2 separate regions of the Mus musculus genome follow, and region 2 is linked to region 1. Evidence: chromatin contacts called from public promoter capture Hi-C data. All regions are on one chromosome and are shown on one strand. The core of a region is the stretch at or near the end of the contact, and the rest is flanking DNA. Distances in the headings are between cores, read along the strand shown. Region 1 holds the start of 1700057H15Rik (RIKEN cDNA 1700057H15 gene). Region 2 overlaps Gm2164 (predicted gene 2164).

Region 1 (4,488 bases), core at 1,372-3,871:
TCCATCCTGCAAAGTTAAGGAGAAAGGGGTGCCTAGCTGGAGGAGGTTCCAGGACAGGCCCTAGGAGAGTGAGCAGCCGAGGCAGGAAATGACAAGGAGCTGTCCTAGGCTGAGCCCTCCCTCCTCAGTAAGGAGGAGGAAGACAACCGTGCCCTACCCTTTGGCTGGAAAGAGAAGAACTCTAAGCCACTAGAATAGTGATAGAGAAGTGATAGTTTAAAATCACAAGGCTCAACAAAGTGTCCCCTGGCCCATGTACCCCCCCCCCGGCTCATGCTCACAGAACCCCAATAATCAAGCCATCTCCTTAGGTCCTAGAAAGTACAGAAAGGACCATCTCTCCCCACCTTGTGCCTCTCCAATGCAGGCACCAGGGCTGAGGCAGAAACAGGTGGACAGAGCTCGGCTCCACCTTTCTGTACAGCAGTATTTTTCTGTCAGGTAGGGGAGGCAGCCCTCTTCATCAGGATAGGGACAAAGAAAGGCTACTGAATCTGCCCCTAGTGTGAGTAGTCTGCCAGTGATCCTGGGAAAACCTGTAGGACCACCCAGAGTAACAAATAGCAGAGATGGCCTGATTTATGCTCAGGGTAGATTCTTCATCCTGACAGATTGTCACCTGCCCTGGCTGGACTCTCCATGAGTCGATTGATTATTGATCATTCTGCCAATAAGTCAGCAAGGGATTTACTGAGCCACATCCACTAGGTACTTAGTGGGAGTTGCCCTCTGCCTGCCGGCCAAGAAGCATTGGCTGAGAGGCTCGTCATCAAGATACAGCAGAACAGAAGAAATGGTGTCCCTTACTGTGCACATGGCTGTGCGTTCTAGATGCCATACAGATACAGGTACTAACTCATTGCCCCTCCCCCTTTTTTCTCTGTTTTGTTTGTTTTTTTGGGTTTTTTTTCTGGTTTTTTTTTTGTTTGTTTTGCTTTGTTTGTTGTTTTTTGTTTTGTTTTGTTTGTTTGTTTGTTTGTTTGTGTGTAGCCCTGGCTGTCCTGGAACTCACTTCGTAGACCAGGCTGGCCTCTAACTCAGAAATCCGCCTGCCCTCTGCCTCCCAAGTGCTAGGATTAAAGGCGTGCACCACCACTCCTGGCTCCTCCTCCAGCCTTGAGTTCCCAACATCTGCCTGCCCACCATGGTGTTTCATAGCTCACGCTCATGCAGTTCTCTTGCCCAGAGCGTCCTGCCCATCCTCATTCAGCAGACTGAACTCAGTGCCCCTCCCACCTGTTCTCAACAGCACCAGGCCAGGCTGAGAGGACAAATGAGTCCTGACATTCCCCTGGCTTCACCCATGGCAGACATCATTAATGGATCACAACATGATTCTGAGAACTTTGCTGGGCTTAGCTGGACCTGCCTGCCTTGAGAGCACAAAGTGGGTGATTAAGTCAGATGTGAAATGTGGGAGCACAGCATAACGCCAGGGGTGTGCAGCACCACTCTGCCTTACAAGGTCCCTGGCCTGCCCACATCCTGTCACTTGGTGGAGCTGGTGGTAGGAGGGGGGAGGATGTAAGAGAGGAACAAGAAGGTGAGGGACCGTTTCTAGAAAAGAACACCACCTGACAAAGGAGCAAGAAAGAGTGACCTCTCCCCCTCTGCTTGCAGCCAGGCTGGGCTGTTACCGGGGCTCCTGGAAGGCCAGTGGGCAAAGCCTCTACCAAAGATTCCCTGCTTCCTAAGCCTCAGTGCTGCTTGCCTCCGACAGGTCCTCCCATGCGCACGGGCACTGCGCATGACATCATACTCTTCAGTGCTGCTTGCCTCTGACAGGTCCTCCCATGCGCGCACGGGCACTGCGCATGACATCATACTCTTCAGTGCTGCTTGCCTCTGACAGGTCCTCCCATGCGCGCACGGGCACTGCGCATGACATCATACTCTTCACAGCTCCCTCCTCCAAACACCCAAGGCAGGTGACACAGTTGCACTCACTTTTCATGGGAAATGAAGCCATTTGTCAAATGTCCACATGTCCCGCTCCGCAGCTCAACCAGGGTTAAGCTCTGAAAGGGATTCAGCTACTCAGCCTCTTGACTCTGAGGTTCCCCGTTCCCAAAGTGCATCTTGCCCTTTTGCCTCCATGGCTGCTAGCAGTCCCCTGGAATAAAAACTAGATGGTGTGTGTGTGTGTGTTTGTGGATGTGTGATTGTGTCTCTGTGTGTCTGTGTACAAGTGACTGTGTGTGCGTGTGTGTGTGTCTGTGCATGAAGGACTGTGTGTTTATGTGTGTGCATGTGTGTCTGTCTGTGTGTGTGTGTTTGTGTGTGTGTGTGTGTGTGTGTGTGTGTGTGTGTGTGTGTGTAGGAGGGATGTGTAGGGGTGGGTAGCCGTGCAAGCTGGGGACTGGGCAGAAGTCCTAAAGATTCACAACAGCTTATATAGATGAAAATAAACTACTCTAAAACAAACAAAAAAAAGTACAAAAACTAAATAGTGTGTGCCTGCACGCACCTCACTCCCTCCCCAGACACCAACCTGATTTCTGCCCTCCCATCCCTCTGGCCTCTGCCCTCCAACCCCCAAACACCCTTCAGAAATGCCTAGGAGAAGGGAGGGGCAGGAGGCTCCCTCACCTCAGGGTCTTCTGCAGTGGGAGCCTCCTCTCCTCTTTTTCTGAGGACAGAGCGGTTTTCCTTGTGCTCTATGTAAATGAGCTGTTTGTGAATGTGCATCTGTAATGGAGGAGCTGTCAGGTTGGGCTGGGGGGTTGGCTGCGACGGAGGAGGACAATAGATTCTGTGCTCAGAGGTCAGGCGTGGGGGGAGGGGACTGCTGGCTCCGGAGACTGGGGAGAAGGAGCCAGATGCAGGGGTCGGGGACAACATGCAGGGATGAGGCCCAGGCTCCAGTCTTGCTGAGACCTGGGGCCTCAGGCAGGGAGGTGGTAAAGAGCCGGGAGCCTGTGGTGACAGCTGGGCTGGGGAGGGTGCCATGTGCCAGGGTGAGGAGGAGAAGCCCGGGGCACTGGGGCAGCTGGGGCACACCCTGGGTGCCAGGAAGAAGCTGTAAGGCAGCCTAGGAGCTGCTGCTTTGGAAATCAGGAAAGACTCCTGTAAGGGACCCGTTTACCCCGTGCAGGGCCTCTATGCAGGATGGGACCCACTCTGGTCTCACAAAGCACCAAGCTCAGAGCAGCATACAAGCTATTCAATCAGCGGTAGTGCTGCAATCTAAGAATCCAACGATAAGCCCAAAGAAAACCTTCATTTAGCCTAAGGAGAAACTGGGGTGTGGATGACAATGACAAGGCCCTAGAGTATGATCAGAACCCCATGGTGGCGGTGGCGAGGAACAGCAGGGCTCCTTGAGGGGCCTCTGAAGACCAGCTTCACCCCAAATCCACAGGTTCTAAGGCAACCTCACTGGCCCTGAAGCCTGATGCCCTGGAACTTCTGTGAGGAGCACAAGGGAACCTCAAGAACTCTCTGGTCTCCTCAGTACAGGTTCGGGCCCGGGGCTTGTGTGGCAGCCACAGGTCACTCAGTTCAGATTTGTGAAGTGCAGCCTCTGGCCGCTACTTGGAAGAGACAGGCAAGAAGCAGCGGAACCCAAACACAGGCTGTCAGGACAGCAAGTGAGGCAAAGGGAAAGAGCGTTGTGCAGGTGGAAACAGAAATGAATGGACCTTTTTAAAGGTATCCCTCTTGAGATGAAAGAGATGGATGCTCAGCTGTGTAAAGGAAGAATATTACAAGCAGAGAGAGAAGCAGGTCTGGAGCTCTGGTGAGACGGCCTGAGCATCCTTAGGTCAGGCAGAAGTTTTCCAGTCTTTGCTGGACTGACACAGTTGAGCTTCTGCATGCCAGAAGCTCATGGTCACGCAAGCTTCCCTGGAGTCAGTGGCTTCGTGTTCTTGTCTCAAAGAGTATAATTCTAGAACAGGAGGGTGAATTGATAAAGGGTTTTATTATACAGCTGTAGGTGGGAGCTTGTGTGTTAAGACGCAAGCTCCTGGAAGTAAGGTACCATCAAGGGTCCCCACCTTAGGGTTAGTGAGGCTTTGCTGAATGGAGGCACGGTGAGCTTGGAGAATGAGCTAGTTGGTCGCGTCACCCTTCCACAAGGTGTCCGGGTGACTCTTCATTGCTGTGTCCTCATAAAGTTTCCAGGCAGAAAGCTATAGTTTGTAAAAAGGAGGAGAAAAAAAAAATGACAAGAACCCGGACCAGAAACCAAAGCACCTGTCTGGCATTCTTAGCCTTGGGCCAAAGCAGAACCAAGGCCACTTTGGCTTCGGACCAATGACAAGAATCAGGAGGTTATTTTCTTTTCACATCATGTGTGCATGTGTGGAAAAGCTTGTGCACATGTGAATCAGATGCCTGTGGACCCCAGAGGGATCCCCTGGAGCCGGAGTTACAGCAAGTCGTGAACTGCCCAATATAAGATAAGAACCAAATTTGTGTCCTCTTCAGGGGCAGTATTTGCTCTTAGCTACTGAGCTGTATCACCAGCCCCAGAGGACAAGAATT
Region 2 (4,488 bases), core at 1,241-3,740, 130 kb after region 1:
GTCCCCAGGTAGCTCAGAGCAGTGCTGACATGAGGGCCTGAGTACCCTGCAATCTCTCTCCCTCTTCCTATGAGGCGTCAATCCCATAGGTTCAGGGACCAGCTCTAAGGCCTTATTAAACCTTCATTGCCCCCATTCCAATTGCCAGTCAAATTTAGCTTCTGTCTCTTTAAGAGTCACAGTGAGAGATACATTTTAAAATGAGGCCAGGTATGTTAACACTCCCGTATAGTCCCAACATTTGAGAGGCTGAAACAGGAAGATAGAGCATCCATGTTAGCCTGAGCTATGCACCATGAACCTCCTCTCAGAGAGCTGGGCAAAATACATCTGTTCAACATAAAGTTTGGTAGGGCTGCTCAAGCTACAGCAAGGGTTAAGGGGACTGATTATACAAGCACCCCTAAGCAAGGATGATCTCTGGGCCTTACCTGACAGATTCACAGAGCAGGGACACCCCCAGATCACCCACCAGAATCACAGTGTTGCACACACAGGCACAGTGGGCATCCTCTTCTGTGAAAGGTATATACACACACACTCACACACATACACACACACACTCACACACATACACACACACACACTCACACACACACACACCCCTCAGCCCAGCTTAAAAGCAAGGCTTGGAGAAACTCTCAAGAGCACAGATACTAGAAAACAAGAAGAGACAGAACCCCCAGGGGCCAGCAGAAGTAGAAGCCGGGAGAGAGACAACAGCTTGCTCAAGGCCAACAGCAAGGCATTGCAACAGACACATTCCAGGAGCCACAGTGCCCCATGTCACAGTCAGCCTCAGCATTCAACAAAGGCATCATGCTTGCAAACACTCACCGAAATGCACACAGAGGGCTGGCGAGATGGCTCAGTAGATAAGGGCGCTTGCCACCAAACCTGACAGGCTGAGATCCATCCCTGGGAACCACACAGTAGAAGGAAAGAAAGATTGTCCTTTGACCTCTACACCATGTCTTATACAAACACAGGTACACCCACACACATGGGGGAGGGGGGTTAAAAATAAGTGCCAGGTGTGTTGGTCCATATCTTTAATCCCAGCACTCAGGAGTCAGAGGCAGGAGGAACTCTGAGTTCAAAGCCAGCCTGGTTTACAGAGCAAGTTCCAGGACAGCCTGGGCTACACAGAGAAACCCTGTCTTTGGGGGATGAGGGGACATGTGGTATGGGGAGGAAAAACAAAAAGACAAAACAAGCCGGTTGTGGTGGCATAGGATTTGCTGAGGCAGGAGGATCACGAGTTTGAGGCCAGCCTGGGCTACACATTTGCCAGGCAGTGGTGGTGTATGCCTTCAATCCCAGCACTTGGGAGGCAGAGGCAGGCAGACTTCTGAGTTCGAGGACAGCCTGGTCTATAGAGTGAGTTCCAGGGCAGCCAGGCACAGAGAAACCCTGTCTTGGAAAAAACGGAAAAAAGAAAAAAAAAAAAGAAAAAAGAAAGTAAAACTAGGGGATGGCGAGATGGCTCCGCGGGTAAGAGCAGTGACTGCTCTTCTGAAGGTCCTGAGTTCAAATCCCAGCAACCACATGGTAGCTCACAACCACCCGTAATGAGATCTGATGCTCTCTTCTGGTGCATCTGAAGACAGCTATAGTGTACTTACATATAATAATAAATCTAAAAAAAAAAAGTAAAACAAAAAAAGTTATATTTTAAAAAGAGATTTAGGACCCACAAAATGGATGAAGGTGCTTGCTGCCAAGGCTGCCGAGGCACACACAGTGAAAGGAGAGAACCAACCTTCACAAATTATTTTCTGGACTCCACTTGCACGCTGTGACACACACAGAAACAAACCAATAATAGAAAGAAGCTCACACACAGGAACACATATTCAAGCAAGAGACCAATCTCCATGTCCTTCATGCTACAGGACAGATGAAATGTGAAGGGTCTCTGACAAGTGCAGTGTCCTCCATCCCTCTCCCATCCCACTCTATCCCTGGCTGTTTTAATCAACCATTGGCTTCCCTCTTCCCTTAGCCTGTGGTCAGGAGCTACATCTGCATCTACATGCATCACGGGTAAAACTGGCACGCGTGTGGATTGGAAAGGAGTGGGCACATTTGTACAGAAGTATTCACACACAAGCCAGCATCAGTGAGGAATCTGCAACACGTGAGCATCTACCTTGGTGTGTGTGTGTGTGTGTGTGTGTGTGTGTGTGTGTGTGTGTACACGCAGGCTTCCAGCAACTCAGAGAATAAATCTTGCTTCCCAGGGGATGAGAGGAAGTGAAGCTGAGTTCAGGTTTAAATCACACCCCCACGGGCAGGGAGAGGTTCCCTGGCCTTGCATGATTACCTGCCTGTGCATAGCAGAATGGCAGAATGGGTTGGCGGGCAGGAGGCAGCGAGCCCATCAGCAGGGAGTCATTTGTTGTCTCCAGACCCCTGGGACCCACTGTGGCTGCTCTAGGAGAGGGAGACCCAAGGGCAGTGACAGCTACAACAAGCAAATGCCCAACCCAGGTGCTAGGGAGCTGGGGGGCAGGGCCCAGGCCTCTGGAGCGCAGTCCCACACTTTTTAGACTGGATGCAGGGAGCAGGTCCAGGGAACTGGATGAAGGCGGTACCAGGATGTAGGCAGCACCTGTGCTGGCTGGCTCAACTTTTCTGTCCTGGGAAGTGTGGTCCCATGTAGTCTCATGTGGTCCCATGCCGGACACAACAGTCCCAGAGCCCCAGACAGTTTGAGTCTCCTTCCCAAAGACAGTCCCCTTTCCTCCCCTCCTCTCTCTTCTCCCCTCCCCTCTCCTTTCCTCTCCTTCCTTGTCCTCACCTCCTATCTCTTCCCTTCCCCTCCTCCCCTCCCCTCTCTTCCTCTCCCCTCCCCACTATTCCCCCTCCCCTCCCCTCCTCTCTCCTTTCCTCTCCTCTCCTCTCCTTCCCTGTCCTCCCCTCTCCTCTCTTCTCTTCCCCCTCCCCTCCCCTCCCCTTTCCTCCCCTCCCCTCTCCTCCCCACTCTTCCCCCCTCCCCTCCTCTCCCCTCCCCTCAGTCTCAGTCTCTGGTTGATTGCCTTTTGCCCCCTGTCCTATCCTAGCTCCGGGGATTCTGCTGCCTCTTGTGGGACTGTCTGCCTTCATCTCTCCATTTCTCCTTCTTACACTCCTTCTAAGTGCCTGTTTCCCCTGATCTCAACTTTTCCCTCTGGAGAGCCCATTGTCTCCTAGGACCTAGCTTAAGCCACACCCCAAGCTTCCCAAGGCATTTGACACCACTAGAGCCTCTCACTTTTCCTTCCTTTGGGGCAGGCTGGGAACAGGAGAGTTGACATTCCTCACACTCCAGAAAACAGATCTCTGTGAGTTAGAGGTCAGCTTGATCTACATAGCAAGTTTCAAGCCAGACAGGGCTACCTAGGTACCTAGTCTCTCTCTCTCTCTCTCTCTCTCTCTCTCTCTCTCTCTCTCTCTCTCTGTGTGTGTGTGTGTGTGTGTGTGTGTGTGTGTGTCCCTGTCTCTCACACACACAAATAAACAAATAAATAAATAAACAGGAAGAGGACCCTGAGCTCCCAAAACTATGCATCTGACATTGACATGAAACTAAAAATGCAGGTCTTACCACGCAGGATGGCTCGCACCTCTAATCCCAACACTCCAGAGGTAGAGGCTAGCCTAGTCTACATAGTGAGTTCCAGGTCAGCCAAGAGCTCCATAGTGAAACCCTGTCTTGGAAAACAGAACAAACAAATACCCAGCTCTTTCCCTCTACAACCAGGACTTTGTAAGTCCACAGTTTGCAAAAAAACACAAGCTGTTCACAATACTGCAAATCCCAATGAGAAGAGGACAGGAGAGCCCGGGTCCAGACAGTCCACCTCACATCAGACCAAGCACTGAAAACAACTTCTAACTGAAGGACCTAGAAACCAGGAGGATAGAGATGGCAAGCATCTATCCTCCCCAAAACACCTCCTCCTCCCCACAGGTCTGAGCTGACCACCCAGGAGTATTGCTGGGTTCTGTTTGTCTTGAGACAGACGCTCACTGTGTGGCTCAGGCCGAACTCACTCGACTCCAACCTCAGCCTGCGAAGGTTGTGAGCCTGTCCTACTTCCTGACTCTTGTGTAAGTGCCCTCCAGGCTGCCATCATCCCATCTGCAGAGTGGCTGTAGAGGGCTTACGCTGCTGACACAGGCCCAACTCCAACAAATGCAGCAAATTCTCTCCTCTCCAGGATCCTGATCCCTGAAAGACCTTAGACGCGGCAGGGCAGAGCGTTCACCTCAGGAGAATCCCCATGCTTCCAAGAACACTAGCAAGCCTCCAGTGTCCCTGCAGCTGGAGAGTGACCATAAAGACATTGGGCTTAGAGGCAGAAGCCCATCTGCAGTAGGGACCCACAGCCTCCTATAGCCTCCCCCTGTGTCTCCAGCCCCCACCTGAGAGGCGTCGGCACCAACGACCCGCCAGGGCCTGCCCATTTTCCTTTCTTTTCATTGCCAGCGCCGAGCACGGTT

Evidence for each region. Promoter capture Hi-C pulls out the DNA fragments that hold promoters and counts their contacts.
Region 2: a promoter capture Hi-C map of embryonic stem cells shows a contact between it and region 1, with 2.5 times the contacts expected there. The contact joins the enhancer-like site here to the promoter of 1700057H15Rik in region 1. A contact is called at or near these places in 3 of 39 promoter capture datasets (the 3T3-L1 cell line, embryonic stem cells and frontonasal cranial neural crest), 2 of 484 Hi-C or Micro-C datasets (embryonic stem cells and nephron progenitors), 1 of 115 datasets of contacts at active chromatin or transcription factors (epiblast stem cells) and 1 of 9 other capture datasets (embryonic stem cells).

What each region holds. Positions count from the first base shown.
Region 1 is chr4:124,483,338-124,487,825 of GRCm38.p6, forward strand. It overlaps 1700057H15Rik (RIKEN cDNA 1700057H15 gene), which reads right to left and starts at 2,622. Exons shown (of 4, transcript NR_040774.1): 1 at 2,590-2,622.
Region 2 is chr4:124,611,136-124,615,623 of GRCm38.p6, forward strand. All of the region lies in intron 1 of Gm2164 (predicted gene 2164), which reads right to left. Among named protein-coding and RNA genes, the nearest start is that of Gm2164, 44 kb to the right of the region's middle. Within about 2 kb of position 2,491, at least 17 of the 459 cell types and tissues checked have an H3K27ac peak or open chromatin away from gene starts, as enhancers often do. A contact at or near this core is called in embryonic stem cells, where this site is marked.